Regions from separate parts of the Zea mays genome. Here regions 2 and 3 are each linked to region 1. Evidence: chromatin contacts called from public Hi-C data. All regions are on one chromosome and are shown on one strand. Each heading gives the region's core, a stretch centred on a gene start, on an enhancer-like site or on the middle of the called end of the contact. The rest is flanking DNA. Distances are from core to core; before and after follow the strand shown. Region 1 holds the start of LOC100272738 (seryl-tRNA synthetase). Region 2 holds the start of LOC100193468. Region 3 holds the start of LOC103648019 (serine carboxypeptidase-like 45).

Region 1 (4,933 bases), core at 943-3,442:
TGATTTCTCCATGGCATTGCTTCATAAGGATCACAAACATCTTTGTCTCACCTTTTGAAGCAAACACAAATCAAACCCTATGACTTGTACCATTTCACCATATATGAGTTCAAATCATGACTTCAAATCACCTTACTGATACATCAACATATTATAACTCTTCATAGCTGATTAGTTTATCGACTTAGTGCAAGTACTCTCTTATTCACCTTAGCCATGGTACCTCGGTCCACAAACCGTCGCTTGGCCTCCACCTTCGCTTAGTTCCTCGAAGCCCTTTCCTTGCTATCTGCACCCTATCAAACCATTCTCGAGTCACATCATATTGAGCATCCATTGCGAGAATCATTTCTTCAATATTGTGAACCTTGCTTGAATGTCTTCTACATATACCTGTTAAGATTAATCAAGCTCTAGTTTGATTCTCATAGAAGCATATATGGACAAATAGTAATATGGTCAAGCCAATTCACGATTCCTCATATCTTATTCACTTTGGCTTGACCAATCCTCTTAATCACTTCATCCTCTATTCTGATCATATGTATGCAGTGATTTCTCAGGTATTGTCCATATATTCAAACCAATATAGAGATCATATTATATCCATTTGCATTGTCTCACTGGTTATTTAACCTTGTGTTGAATCTTTGTTCACTGATCATTATACATTATTCAAGTATGTTCATCATACTGAATCTCCTGTTCAAACACTTAGCAAACTTGTTAGGCCTTTAAATGTGTTGTTACCCAAATCACCAAAACTCACAAAAGGGATGAATGCACTTTCAGAGTCACATTTGCTCATAATTATGTGCATGTAAAATGTGAGATGTCAAGCCACAAGGATATGTTATATTATGAACAGTACATACTCTTACAAGGATCCGTAGTTTTTGAAGCTTGGGGACGTATTTGGAAATCTTGGACACCAAACAAATGCAAATTCTTTATTTGGCTAGTGATATACAAGAGGTGCTCGACAGCAGATCGGTAGCCCGACGTAACCTACCAACCCTGCTGCATGTCCCCTGTGTGATTAACAAGAGGACACAATTGAACACTTGCTAACAAGTTGTGTTTATGTCAGGCGGTTTTGGTTCCTTCTTCTCCACTTCAATTTGCAAGAGCTACCACCTACAAATGAGGATGAATCCTTTGCTAGCTGGCAGCAGAGGAGGAGCCAAAGAGTCGGCGTTGAAATTCAGAAAGGTTTCAATTCCGTTGTCTCTGGACCTCGTAGAACTTTCGTGGCACTTATGTTTTGATGGGGTTTCTCCTGACTTGGAAAGGGCTATGCTCTGAGCAAAGAAAGAGACACTTTTCTAGAGCTTGGTTGGGGCTAGAGTTATTGCTTTCCTAACAACCTTGCGAGAGGATTGACAATAGACTAGGTTGCATTGGTAGTTTGTCGTAGTGTGCGAGTTGTCCCTAGCTTGTTTGCCCTTTTTTTAAAGAGATGGCGTGTGAGAGGTTGAGGTGGTTGTAATTGGTTTCTTTTCCTTTTTTTTCTTCTTAATGCAAAGATACATAACTCTCTTGCGTGACTGAGAAAAACACATAATTTTTAATATAGTGTAAAAACACTTTAAATTTGAAAATTAATTGTGAGAAATTATTGTGTACAAAATAACTATAATTCAGGGCTAGGAATAAAATATTCAAACTACATATGTTCCTATGAGAAAAGAAACAAAGCTATGAGATTATTGTTCAAGCTCTCTTTCTTCTATGAGAAAGCATGCATCCTTCTGTTTTGTTATAGCACTACCTCTCGGTTTGGAAATTAAAGAAAACATGTTAGAACAGCTAACTAAATCTTAAAATTTGAAGTACACGGTATCAAATGGGAGCTTAAAAGTCAAGGATTCAAGAGCATACTTGGCAAATGCCATACTTTCATTTAATAAATGGTATTCCAGAGTGTAGTCTTTGTGCGTATTCATCGTATCGTATTCAGAGTCGAAGAACTGCCTCAAGAAAAATTCTTCATATCTGTATGGGTGAAGGAAGGAATCACAAGAAAAAACTAGTTGTATTGAAACCGTAAATAAACCATGTTAGGAAACAGGCCCTCAGCTCAGCTTCTTTGTACTAGTCGGCCCAAATAGCATGCCAAGGGGCAAGCGCCCAAGCTCACCCGCGACGTCAAGCCTGCCCTAACCTCGTGTTTCCCTTGCTCGGCTTCACCCCATCGCCGCCGTCGCAACGTGCCCGCCTGTTTCCCTTGCTCGACTTCACCCCATCGCCGCCGCCGCCGTCGCAAGCGACGATGCTCGACATCAACTTGTTCCGCACCGACAAGGGCGGCAACCCGGAGCTTATTCGTGAGTCCCAGCGCAGCCGGTTCGCCTCCGTCGAGCTCGTCGACGAGGTCATCGCCCTCGACAAGGCATGGCGCGAAAGTAAGTGTCCACTCCCCTCATTACCCTGGCCCCCGCCCCCCTCCCTCAAACGTCTTCCAGATCCCGGTCGGTCTCTGACTCTCAGTGGTTCGCGTCGCTGCTGCAGGGCAGTTCGAGCTGGACAAGATCCGGCAGGAGCTCAACGCTACCAGCAAGAAGATTGGCAAGCTCAAAGCCGTACGTTCTGTCTCGAATTGCGATGCACTCATCATCCCTTTTCCTTCTCGGGGTTCTGGGTTTTGTGTGAGTATGTGTTCGGTGGCGTGTTTCTTTGCAGAGCAAGCAAGAAGAGGAAGCGAAGAAGCTCATGGAGAGCACAGACGAAATTAAGAAAAGGTTGGCAGCCAAAGAAGTTGAGGTGCAGGAGGCCAAGAGCACCCTCGACGCCAAGCTCACGACGATTGGGAACATCGTGCATGAGTCCGTGCCAGTCAGCGAAGACGAGGTGATCTGGAAATTTAGTTGGTGCTTGTTCTGGCTATTTCCTTTCCACTGAAGTAACTGTTAGATTGTAATGTGGCAGCCTAACTATTAGCTCCACTGTCAACTCCTGCACTGATTCTCACCCTCACCCAATGTTTCCTGATTGGTTGATCGTTTCTAATTGCCATAGGGCTGATCAGCCGTCGATTAATCTGATCGCTTTCTGATCAGTCGATCAGACCTCCAAATCGTCCGGACACATGGAAACCAATCAGGCTTTTGTATATATATTACTACAGACATTAGCGTAGGTAAAGCATAGTCAAATAACTTGTGGAAGTTAATCTACATATAACAACACATCAAATAACTTGTTGAGTATGCTAGCAGAGTGCCAGAGTATCATGTATCATCGTTACTTGCCTGCACAATGGGACGCCCCCATCTTATTGTCATGAAGAGAAGGCTTCCACATCAGGTCAAGCTAGCTAAGGTTATCTGACTTCTAATTTTGATAATCCTTAAAGAATTATAAATTTATGACAAGAACACCAAAACCGAACAGCACAGAGATAGTCGACTAGCGCATGATTAATTTCTCTTGCTATTCAACTAGTAAATCCTTCCATAGTATCACCTTATCAGCATTCAGCAAATCTGCAGCCTAAAGTCTAAACCGAAATGATGAACGGGGACTGGTAAACCTCATCAGCAGGGCGCCGTGGAGGTACATGGCTACCTGCTGCAGGGCCTCGCCGCGCTGGGGATGGAGGGGGGGGGGGGGCGCTGAATCCCGTCGCCAGTGGTGTGCCGCTGTTGCCCGTGTGCTGCTGCAGTGTTAGGGTTCCTCAATCTTCAGTCTCCGAAGTCAGCGAGCAGCAGAGCACCGAGCCAGAGCGGCGGCTGCGTGTGGAATTAGCGCTTGTACCTGTGTGTGTTTTCCCCCGTTCGGTTTACCAGTGGGCTGGGGTGGACTGGGCCAAAACGATTGATAAAAAATTGAAGTGGGCCGAAACTGAAAATCCACAAACAAAGCAGACTTATCGTCCACGACCTAATCGGTCGCTTAATTGCGATTAACTGATGATTATTCGGACGATCAGGTTTCTGATCACTCTGATTGCGTTGTTATCCCTGATCGTCTATGTAGTTACGATCAGTCGATTAACCGTCGATTAATCGCGTTTAATTGGACGATCTGAAAACATTGCCTCACCCGTTGATTGTTGGAATTCCTATTGTACTTTAGGGTTCTATGTGAAGATACAGAAAAATATTGCATTCCTATTCTGGCCCAGTCTTGAAATTGCAAGTGGTCCCTCTGATTTTGACCTAATTATTATAAATTTGAGCTGAAGTGATTATACTACTACTTGTAGGCAAACAATAAAATTGTACGGACATTTGGAGAGAAGAGAGTAGAGGAAAATTTGAAGAATCACGTGGACCTTTGCAGGATGCTTGACATTGTCGCATTGGAGAAGGGTATATGCTCTCAACTTTTCTCTATTTACATGTGCTTTTTTACCGCCGTGATTGCTTGTTTAAGCATGCTTCAAAGTTATTACAAACCAATTGCCTATTTCTCTTCTCTTTCTGATTGTTTTCTGGAGTAACTTGCTAGTTTTCTTCGTTGCTGGCATTCTGGTATGTCTGCATGTGATTGTATGCTGTCTCCGTTAACTTAACATCCCTTTCTTAGAGAATGCATGGTTCCACACATTTTATATATTCAACATGCTTCTAACAATTATCCTGCATCAACTAATTTGATGTGCTTGTGCTCTTTGTTTGCTTTTTTGCTGTAAGAACATTTGTGGAACAGGTTGTCAAGTTCGCCTCTCACAACCTTTTTCCTATTTACACTTTTTGCAGGTGCTGATGTGGCTGGTGGTAGGGGTTTCTATTTAAAGGATGAAGGTGTCCTCCTTAACCTGGCATTGATAAATTTTGGGCTAGCCTTTCTGAGAAAACGGGGATTTAAACCAATGCAAACTCCCTTTTTCATGAGAAAGGAAACTATGGCAAAATGTGCCCAGTTGGCCCAGTTTGATGAGGAGCTTTACAAAGTAAGTCTGATTAAATATTCCCTATGTGCATATATT
Region 2 (4,933 bases), core at 716-3,215, 140 kb after region 1:
GGGTAATAATAATTATCATTAGGTTCTATGTACTTTGCGCGGACCGTCCAGTCAAATACGTGGATCGTCTAGCTGCGTGCGCATACTGTCCGACCGCATGGTCGGATCGTCCAGTAATGTATTCGGACTGTCCGGCGCTATGCGCGGACGATCAGAATTGTTCATTTAGGGTCTAGGTGGGACATGGCGGCTTAGGGCGCATCTCATTAATTTGGTTCTAAAAATGGGGCAGACCACCATTAGCCTGGACGGTCCGCACTCACATGCGGACGGTCCGGTCATGCACAGATCGATGGGTTTACTCTCGATTTGCATAGGAGACTGTAGTTGTCCAGGATATGTGTCTATCAGCATCCCATAACGGGGTTGTGATTGGTCATGTCAATTTGTAGCTGATGAATCGTGTGTGTTTTCCCCGGTTTCAACCTCGTGCGAAGGAAAATTTACGGCAACAGATTTATCAAATGCGCATGCTAGCCTCTTATAATCGTTTTGCGTACCCCCTATGATCTATTGCATTTGGTCTCGCTGCTCATCTATGTAAGCTCTAAGAGATTGAATTTCATTTGTCTCGCTTACCTTGGGGGTAGCTGTAGCAGGTCGGAGTGATTCATGTCCACTTTAAAGTTGCCCGCTGCCGGACGACCTTGTGATTCATGTCCACTTTAAAGTTGGCCAGAAATTTCGCATGCACTTTCTTGATCAGCTGCTCCTTGTGTTCCTCGAACTCCTGCTGATCTTCAGCCGGTAGAGTTTCCATAGTCGGCTCGATGATGTTGTTGGGAGAGACGTCAGAACTATCTTTTGAACCAACCATTGAGGGTCGATCTGATAGCTCTTCACGTGATTTCCCCAGCGGAGTCACCAAAAAGTGTGTTGGCGCCAATCTGGACGTCATTCACTACAATGTGTACTGGTGGCGGTGCTCATGGGCGAGGGTCGGACGGTCCACAACCTAGCGCAGAGGCTAGAGTTTCTGCCGACGAGCCGGACGGTCCGCGCCTGATGGAAGGACGGTCCGTGCGTGCTCAGAGGCGACGAAGTTCACCAACAGTACCTGGATCTCGCTCCCGAAAGGGACCCGTCAGGGAGGAGAGATCCTAGGGTTTGTCTTGGGATCGGTAGGCCACCTAAGACGCCTCTAAACGACGTAGAGCAGGAGAGAGGTGAAGATTAGAGGGAGAATGTTATGTTATTGTATACTTCTAGGGCAAAATGTAAAGAACGGAAGATATATTGATTGTTTGATCGATTGTTGGTGATTGCAATCGGCCGTGCCCTGTATTATATATAGGGAGTGGTCTGGACCCATTCCTAGGCGTCTCCCAACAGTAACCGCTGGTTTAGAGGGATACACTCGCGCGAAAAAGAGATTAGTTACGCCTGATTCGATCTATTCGCGGACCATCTGCGCCTATGGGCGGACCGGACCATCCAGTCCTTAGGGCCGGACCGTTCGACCGTGACCGGTGCCACAAATGGTTCTCAACAAATACACTACCGGTTCCTAAACTTACAATGTTGTATCATCTCGGCCTAGGTTTCTAAACTTATGAAGTTGTATCATCTCGATTCCTAAACTCTCAACGTGCACATTCTAGTTGTCATACTTGTATGATTATATCATCTGGATCCATATACTTGTTTTTTGTGTCATCACAGGTCCAAATAATTTGGACCTTTGATAACATAAACAAACAAGTTTAGAGACTCAAATGACACAATCATACTATAAGAACTGAAATGTACATGTTAAATAAATATTCTGGGATCGAAATGATACAACTTTAAAAGTTTAAAAATCTAGATATTACAATTTCAAGGATCTAGATATATACTTCAAAAGTTTAGGAACCAAATACAACAATACAAGTTGAGGGGTAGTCTACTTTTTTTCGGCTTCAGAGGAAGCAATCGTCGGATAAGATTCCTCCTCTTGTCCTCATTTCTATTCCCAGTTTCCCACCCTCCAGACCCACAACACCAAACGCCACCTGTAAAATCCTCACGCCACATCTTCAGCCACAGGCGCGCGATATCCCCGCTCAAAAAAGCCATGTCAATGGCGGCAGCCGCCGCCCCCGCCGCGGCATCATCCACGCTGCTGCGGGCAAGCAACTTCTCTATTGCGCGCCCCGTCCCAAGCGGCGTTGTCTGCTGCATCCGCGCCGTCAGTGGGCGGAGAGCATCGGTAGTGCGCGTGGCAGCGGCTGGCGACAGGGCCGCGCCGGCCGGTGCCTTTCCGGCGGCGCTGTTGTTCGATTGCGATGGTGTGCTGGTGGACACTGAGAAGGATGGCCACCGCATCTCCTTCAACGAAACCTTCGCCGAGGTCCAATTCCTTCCATCCGTACTCCCGTTCATCTCCATTTTCTTGATGCAGCTGCTTCCACTATGTTAATCTTTTCTGCGGTACCTATGCTCCTAGTTATTTGAACCCGTGGCTCACGGACCATTCTTTGTTTTTTCAGACAAGTTTCTCCTGCAGCGCAGTTGACCACTAACGACTGACTCATACCATGCCTTTGGAATGCATCTGATGAAATTTTGAAATAATGGTACATTTGTTAGTAATATAGGACCTTGGTTCATCTTCTTTCAACAATGCAGGATTTCAGTTAATTAGTCTTACCTGGTACCGTTGGAAGCTGGCAACTGCATTAATGCTATGAAGCTAATTTTGTTGTAACTAAAAATAAGATGGTTTTTTATAGCAGAAAATGAGTCTTTTCCCTTAAATTTAGGTTGGAAACTCAAATCACTCCCAATCCTGAAGGGGATTTGAGTTTCCAAACTAGCCTATAACGAAAAGGTACAACTAGATATTTATTACAAGCATAAGATGAACTAGAGAAAAAAATAGAAAAGATTGATAGAACCCCTATAGCCTGTGTTCAGTTAACGAGAAGTATTTTTTTCCTTCTACCAAATGAGATGAGGCAAAGAGTAAAGCCATCTCTGTCTTTAAGTTTTGGCATTGTACACTTGCAGCAACCCGCAAAATTAAGCCTATATGTGGGTTCATGGGCTAGCCCACTTGCATCCCTTAATGAGAGATAGGCTTGGTTTATCGAGGACATTTTATAGAAAATACCCTTTGCCTAAGCGGGTAGTGCATTTAAAAAATGCATTACATGGAGGAATCCCTTGCCTTCATGTATTTTCTTCATGCACTTGCCTTGGGCCATATTAGATTATTTATAGTTGGTGTTTTTAATTTTAAAACCATCATTTCACACAAGTCATTGAGACAATACATAGAAGTTAGTTAAAACAGTGAATGGCATAAATAAGCGGCAATTATTCGCACTTCGATGGGCCTGCTTGGATGGATGTATCCTGCATCAAAACTTAAACATGGACATGATCAAAATGCTTATTGACTAATAATGTGGATCAAAAGGCTTATATTGACTAATAATGTGGATCAAAAGGCTTATATTGACTAATAATGTGCTTTAGTGAGAAGGCTTAGTATGTACTAAATATTAATGGATAAAAGGACTAATGTACATTCTTGAGGATCATTGATTAAATATAAGAGATGTCACTACAAGAACTAAGACTAAGAGATGCCACTAAAAGAACTAAATCTACCGATTCTTGTTCTTTCAAAGTGTGTGTGATCAAGTTTGTTGATATTTACAGAGGGAATTAGGTGTCAGCTGGGATGTTGAACTGTATGGAGAATTGCTCAGGATAGGTGGTGGAAAGGAAAGGTCAGTCTCCTTACTCTTCTCATATTATGGTCATTTAGCTTCTTAGTGTCGTAAAAGGGCCTCTATCTGAGTTGGTTAGGTGGTCTGAGTAGCACTCCTCATGTCCTGAGTTCGAATCCCACTGGGAGCGAATTTTAGTCTGAGGTTAAAAAAGGTCACTCGCTTGTTCCCCTGGTTGTGTGCACATGAGATGGACTGACCTATGGAGGGTGGATCCTCGTGTAGGGGCTGGGAGGGTTCAAAGCACGAGTAAAGATCTGGCCTATAGGGGGTGGACCCTCATAGCGAATTTTAGTCTGAGGTTAAAAAAGGTCACTCGCTTGTTCCCCTGGTTGTGTGCACACGAGATGGACTGACCTATGGAGGGTGGATCCTCGTGTAGGGGCTGGGAGGGTTCAAAGCACGAGTAAAGATCTGGCCTATAGGGGGTGGACCCTCATGCTGCACGAGGGCCAAGCTTTTGTGACCTTTCTCGGTTGAGGCTCCGATTGAGCTTCTTCTTAATATAATACCGTGGGGACGGTCTTTCACCTACCGACCGAGTTTTAATTACCTTAGTGTTCACGAGAATCATTTACAGTAAATGTGATACTAAGAAATTAAGGACATAGCACTTCACTTTGGTTATTAGCATCAATGTTTACAAGTCGGGCGACCAGCTGGTCGAGCTAGAGCAGCGACCAGGCGCCTAATCGCGATTAGGGCGACGATTAGGGCGACTAATCAGTCCTGGTCGACCTCTGGTCGTCTGTTAGTCGTCCTATAGATTTATGGACATATGTATATGTATATAACTATATATTAACTATATAAGCACTGCATTTCTGCAATAATATAGTCATAATTAGTAGCAGACTAGCAGTAATGCAGTTACTACTGGGTACTGGCACTGTCGCACTGATGAACTCAGGGTGACTGCTCAAACAGAGGTCTGCAGGTGCACCTTCAGGTGCTAGTGCTACCAGTGGTAATAGAGGGAAGGGAGACTGCGAGATAATCAGAGAAGGGAGAGCAGGTGCTACCTTCAGATGACGAGCTCATCTTGAATTCTTGACTCGGTGACAGACGCCGGAGCACTGGACGCCGGTGGCAGACGCCTGGAGCTGGACGTCGACAGAGACCAGAGAGGACAGAGGAGAGGAGTAGGGTTTACTGGCGGCTGGGAGGGTTTACTGCTGGAGGGGCAGGGAAACATATATGCTACTGTAGATGGG
Region 3 (4,933 bases), core at 1,699-4,198, 130 kb before region 1:
GAGCACGAGCGACCGGCCGGGCTGCGAGAAGGGCGCCTCGTGGGAGGCGCCTCTGACGGTGGCGAAGGACAGCGCGCCGCCTCCGTACACCTGTGTCCATCCTCCAACCTGCGCAGGGAGAATGAGATGCCACAGTGAAGATGTTCAGTCTGCAGCTAGATGCACTGGCAAAGCCAAAGTTCTAAGGCGTTTCATCACCTGCTGCCCTTCGAACCAGACTCTGTAGGGGGTGGTGGTCTTGAGCCCCATGCCACGCGCCAAGCTCTGTACCAGGGTCCGGCTCCCCGTGAGAGGGATCACCGAGTCCTGGTCGCCGCTGCCAAAAAAAAAAAACAAGAAACAATGCTGAATGTTAGAACCTTTGCTGCACTTGCAAATCTCAAACAACCCTTTTCATAATTCATACGCATGCTATACCTGTAAACCAGCACTCGGATCCCGGATCTCACGAGCGATCCGACGACGTTGATGGTCGGGATCTGCAGGTTGAGCAGCTCGTACTGGAGAACGCTGCAGCAGAAGCGGGACGTTAGCCATGTCTCCTTCAGACGGAACCGAACCGGTCGCACTTGCAGGCTGTGCAGCTGTGTCGAGCCGAATGGATAGGATACCTGCTGCAGACCGCCCACTTGTCGACGCCGACGAGCCTCGCGTGCAGCGCCGCCTGCACGTCCCGCCGGTTGAGGTACCTCACCGTCTCGTCCTCCACGCACACGTCGACCCGCTGCCCGACCTGCTCCTGCGCGCATTCCATTTCCGCATCAGAGTCGATTCTTCTTCTTCTTGTTCGTCAGGGCAGACAGACGAGACGGCGTATAATACGTACGTGCGGCGAGAGGGTCTTGGACTGGGAGAGCACGGACGAGAGGAAGACGTCGAGCGTGACGTCGTACTTGTCGACGAAGCGGCTGGTCTCGCGCGTCACCCGGTTCATCACCCTGGCGCACAGCGGCGACAGCGCGCCGCCGTAGTACTCGGCGACGTAGCGGGAGTAGTTGCAGGCGGAGGTGAAGGCGCGGAACGTGGCGTCGGAGATGAGGCCGTGCGACCAGAAGTACTCGGCGCGGGAGTTGAAGTCCGTCGCGAACTCCAGCACCGGGTTGCCCAGCTGATTCGGTTCACGGACCGACGGCCGATGCCCATCGTCAGATCAGAGGCAAAGAACGAGCAGAGTTTCAGTGCAGAGACAGGTCCAGGGTTCAGGGTTGCTTACGGCGACGCCTTTGAGGTTGAAGATCCTCTCCTCCTTGTTGTTGAACTCCACCATGGCCTCGGCGAGCTGCGGGATGTAGTGCCCTGCATAGCATTCCCGAAACCGAAACAGAGGCAGCGTTAATTAATAGCATGTTTCTCGATCGAAACAACGACCATGCTAGCTGAATGATAGCTGTGTATATTGTATATACTCCCTGTCCTCCTACCTGCGTAGCTTTCTCCGGCGATGTACAGGTCCCTGCCCCTGTACTGTGGGAACTTTTGGAGCCACCTTTGCAGGAACACCATGTTGTCCATGGCTTCATTGGTCCAGACCAGACGTGCATGCAGTGCAGAGGTGGTGGAGAAAGTTAGAAGGGATCATCATCACTCCCAGTCACACGCACTGCTGCCGCTGCTACGTACTGCTACTGCTCAAACAAAAAGATAGAGAGCATGGCAGCATGCCCCTCTCCTCCCCTCCCCTCCTTGCGTGTCACTTTTCTTACACACACCACCACCACCATTTTTCTTCAGCGCAAAACAAACAAAAAAAATCGCTGTTTTTTTATGCTTCGCTCTTGCTGCAGCAAACAGCACTGCTAGGAGCAGACTGTAATGTAACTGATGAACAGTGATAAAAGCTAACTAGGCCGCAACGCAAGCATGTAGATTGAGCATTCCGAGCAAGTACCTGTCATCTTGTCATCCACGCCCTGGTAGTAGGCAGCGTCGGCAGAGTATGAGTAGCCAACGCCAGCCGGCGTCTCCAGGTATATCACATTGGCCTCTGCAGTTTCCATGTTTTTATTTTTCTTTTTCTTTTTTGAGCAAGCAAGAAACAGCACTAAAAACTCACACCAAAAACCACCAGCAAGAACAGAGACAGAGAATGCAGTGAAGGAATTGGAACGGGCAGCAAGCAAAGGGATGCACATTCACCGTACGATACGTACGTACGTACGTACCTTTGTTCCAGCTGTATTCGTTCTTCACCAGCACCTGCCCACTAGGCCGGAACGGCCCGTTCTCTGAGAAGGCCCCTACGCCCAGCGACGAGCACCCAGGCCCTACAGGACCAGAAGGAATCTCAGAAAGAGCAAAGATCGGACGGGTAGATGACAAAAAAAAAACTTGGATCGAGCAAGGATTTCCTCTTTCATCACCAAGAGAGAAAGAAAAAAAATGTCGAACAAGAGCTGCAAAGAAGAGAACTCACCGCCGTTGAGCCAGAGGACGAGAGGCTTGGAGGCAGGGTCGGGGGCATCGGCCTCCACGAAGTAGTAGAACAGGGCCCGCTTGCCGCCGCCGTCGCCGTCCACGCCGACGTAGCCGGAGTACTGGCCGAAGCTCACCTCCGGCTGCCCGGGGAGCCGCGTGATCCTGTCCGCGGCGGCCGCGGCGGCTGCGCAGGAAGCCGGACGGCAGAGCGCGGCCGCGACGAGCACTAGCGCCAGCGCCAGTGGCCTGGTAATGAAGGAGCTCGCTGGAGCTAATGGCGTGGCCATGCCGCCGATCGGCCGATGGACAGAGATAGTGTGTGTGTGACTGGAGAGGGAGAGAGAGAGAGACAGGCGTGGAAGAGTTAAGTGTGCTCTTTTGCCTTGAGAGCACAAAAAAATAGTTTCAAAAGCTGAATGATTCAACGGGACGAGGAGGAGGTGGGGAGGGAGAGAGTGGGAGTGGCGGATGCAGGGAAGGGAGGGAGGGAGGGCCTGTGCTTGGCCTTGGAGCTGGAGAGGACGGAAAATATATATAGCAGTAGCAGGGGAAAAGGAGATGAAAGGTACGCTTTGTTAGGGCTGTTGGCGTGGTTTGTCAGTCCTCTCTAAACAAACATAGATGCAGTCACATGTGATCAGGATTAAGTTAAGGGTTGGAGCAACAGTTGCTTAACGCTTCCCATTTTTTTTTCTCTGAACGTCGATTGGGTTCAGGATTAAGATGATGCAGCAGCGGAGCAGCCCCATGTGCCTAGTTTGACGAACAAGGTAAGCATCGTAACCACAGTCAGATTAAAGCCACAGTAAGTCGCAGCGAACGGAGCTTTTTTTGCACCGGATGGACATTGACTTTCTCAAATTCCTTTTTCTTTTAGGCCTAGTTTGGATACTTTGGGATTAGAGTGTTTTGGTGGGATTGAAAAAGATGTAAATCCCTAATAGATCAAATATTCTCTCAATACATCTCAATTCACTCCAATCACATTTATTACTAGAGTACCTAAAGTAGGCCTTAATGTTCTGCCCACCAGTTTTAAATCACACCACTAGAGTACGTTTGGAGAAATATGCCTGACCTGAGCCGTGAACAAATTGTTTAGCAGGTCATCACATGACATGAAAGCGCGCGCGTCGAGAGGGACAAGATGGGCCCAAGGGGGGCAAAAGCCTTTGGTGCATTACAGAAAGTAGGCCTTTAGGGCTTCCACAGTTGCGCTTTCGTTTATCCGGCTGCTCGCCCTCTGCGCAGTAAGTAAGTGGTGGGGACTTCGTCCCCGCTTGTCAGCGTCATGATTCACACAGGCCAATGTGACCAATTGTTTCCTTCCATCGACTACTAGTTTCTCTGTGAGAAGAAAACTATTCAAGTGTTCCATCGACTAGTTGCATTCACAACCACAGGAACGGGAAATAAAAATCCCATATATTTTAAAGAGTGTGTGTTTTAGGCTTTTAGCTACATGCCACACTGAAGTTCGGCCAGAATTGTGGGTGGGGTTGAACCGTTGAAGTTGAAGCAACCGTGGGTGTGGGGCGCATTTCGTCCACGTCACGGCACGCCTTTCAACAGACATAACGGCAGCATAGTTGAAGTTATACAGTTGCTGTGTTCACGTGGCTGCTTAGAACCTAGGAAGTGGCCCTAGAAACAAACAGACGAAAAAAAAGAGAGTAAAAAGTAAACATAACGGCATCATAGTTGAAGTTATACAGGATGTAATAAGTACCGAAGATGAAAAATACAAACTGATGAAAATACAGTCTGTGTTAATTTTACTTGAACAAACCTTTCTAGAGCACTGAAGAAGAAGGAAAAAAAAACTCTGAAAGTTAATAATCATGGAATTTCATCTGTACGGTACAGAAGAATGTAGCGCGTACAACGACACATGCATCCGGCTAGTAAGTATAACCCAGAGGGCAGGCAGGAGGCAAAAGGCACACGGACAGGAAGGGGCAGGAGTGAGTGCAGAGGCAAAAGGCCGTGGTGGTCTGGAGTGGCATGTGACCCTGCGCTAATTACGGTTTGCAAATGGACGCGAGCGCCTGTTTTTTCCGTGGAGCGACATCCGGCTTCTGTCTGTCTGGTACCACGCCTTTGGTTTCTTGCCCAGGGGTCTTGTCCGTCGAGCATCTATCTATCTATCTCTCTGACTCTGTGTTGCGACGGCAGCGAGGCTGGCTGGCTGACTGCCTGAGTGATTGATTGGCTTTTAGCGCTGCTGAGACCACTGTCTCGCAAATTTTCAGGAAGGAAACAGTATTACAGATGCGAACACCAAGATTCCCCACCCGAACCATAAAGAAGAAACGGGATCTTCACAAGCTACGCGTGCATCAAGAAACTCTGCCGGTAACACAGCAGCCGGCAGTTACACAATGCTACTTACAAAGCTAGAGGGACGACAAGCCCCTGCTGTGTTATGAAAAGGATGAACAGGCAGGCAACCCCGTGCAATTATTGAGCTAACACAAGCTGCTCCCAGCTTTAGGACAAAAACTAATCACGCTCAAGC

Evidence for each region. A called contact is a pair of places that touch in the nucleus more often than the background predicts.
Region 2: a Hi-C map of leaf shows a contact between it and region 1, with 5 times the contacts expected there. The contact joins the promoter of LOC100193468 here to the promoter of LOC100272738 in region 1. A contact is called at or near these places in 4 of 25 Hi-C or Micro-C datasets (bundle sheath, ear, leaf and 1 more).
Region 3: a contact with region 1 is called in a Hi-C map of leaf, with 4 times the contacts expected there. The contact joins the promoter of LOC103648019 here to the promoter of LOC100272738 in region 1. A contact is called at or near these places in 12 of 25 Hi-C or Micro-C datasets (bundle sheath, ear, endosperm and 4 more).

Annotation. Positions count from the first base shown.
Region 1 is chr2:229,399,825-229,404,757 of Zm-B73-REFERENCE-NAM-5.0, reverse strand. LOC100272738 (seryl-tRNA synthetase) reads left to right here and starts at 2,192. Exons shown (of 10, transcript NM_001147191.1): 1 at 2,192-2,405; 2 at 2,512-2,582; 3 at 2,683-2,850; 4 at 4,208-4,313; 5 at 4,704-4,897. The coding sequence starts at 2,273.
Region 2 is chr2:229,261,595-229,266,527 of Zm-B73-REFERENCE-NAM-5.0, reverse strand. It overlaps LOC100193468, which reads left to right and starts at 1,965. Exons shown (of 8, transcript NM_001138584.1): 1 at 1,965-2,332; 2 at 3,649-3,719. The coding sequence starts at 2,057.
Region 3 is chr2:229,533,698-229,538,630 of Zm-B73-REFERENCE-NAM-5.0, reverse strand. It overlaps LOC103648019 (serine carboxypeptidase-like 45), which reads right to left and starts at 2,948. Exons shown (of 10, transcript XM_008672520.3): 1 at 2,414-2,948; 2 at 2,163-2,264; 3 at 1,889-1,984; 4 at 1,422-1,514; 5 at 1,214-1,296; 6 at 827-1,108; 7 at 612-739; 8 at 418-510; 9 at 199-316; 10 at 1-108. The coding sequence starts at 2,702.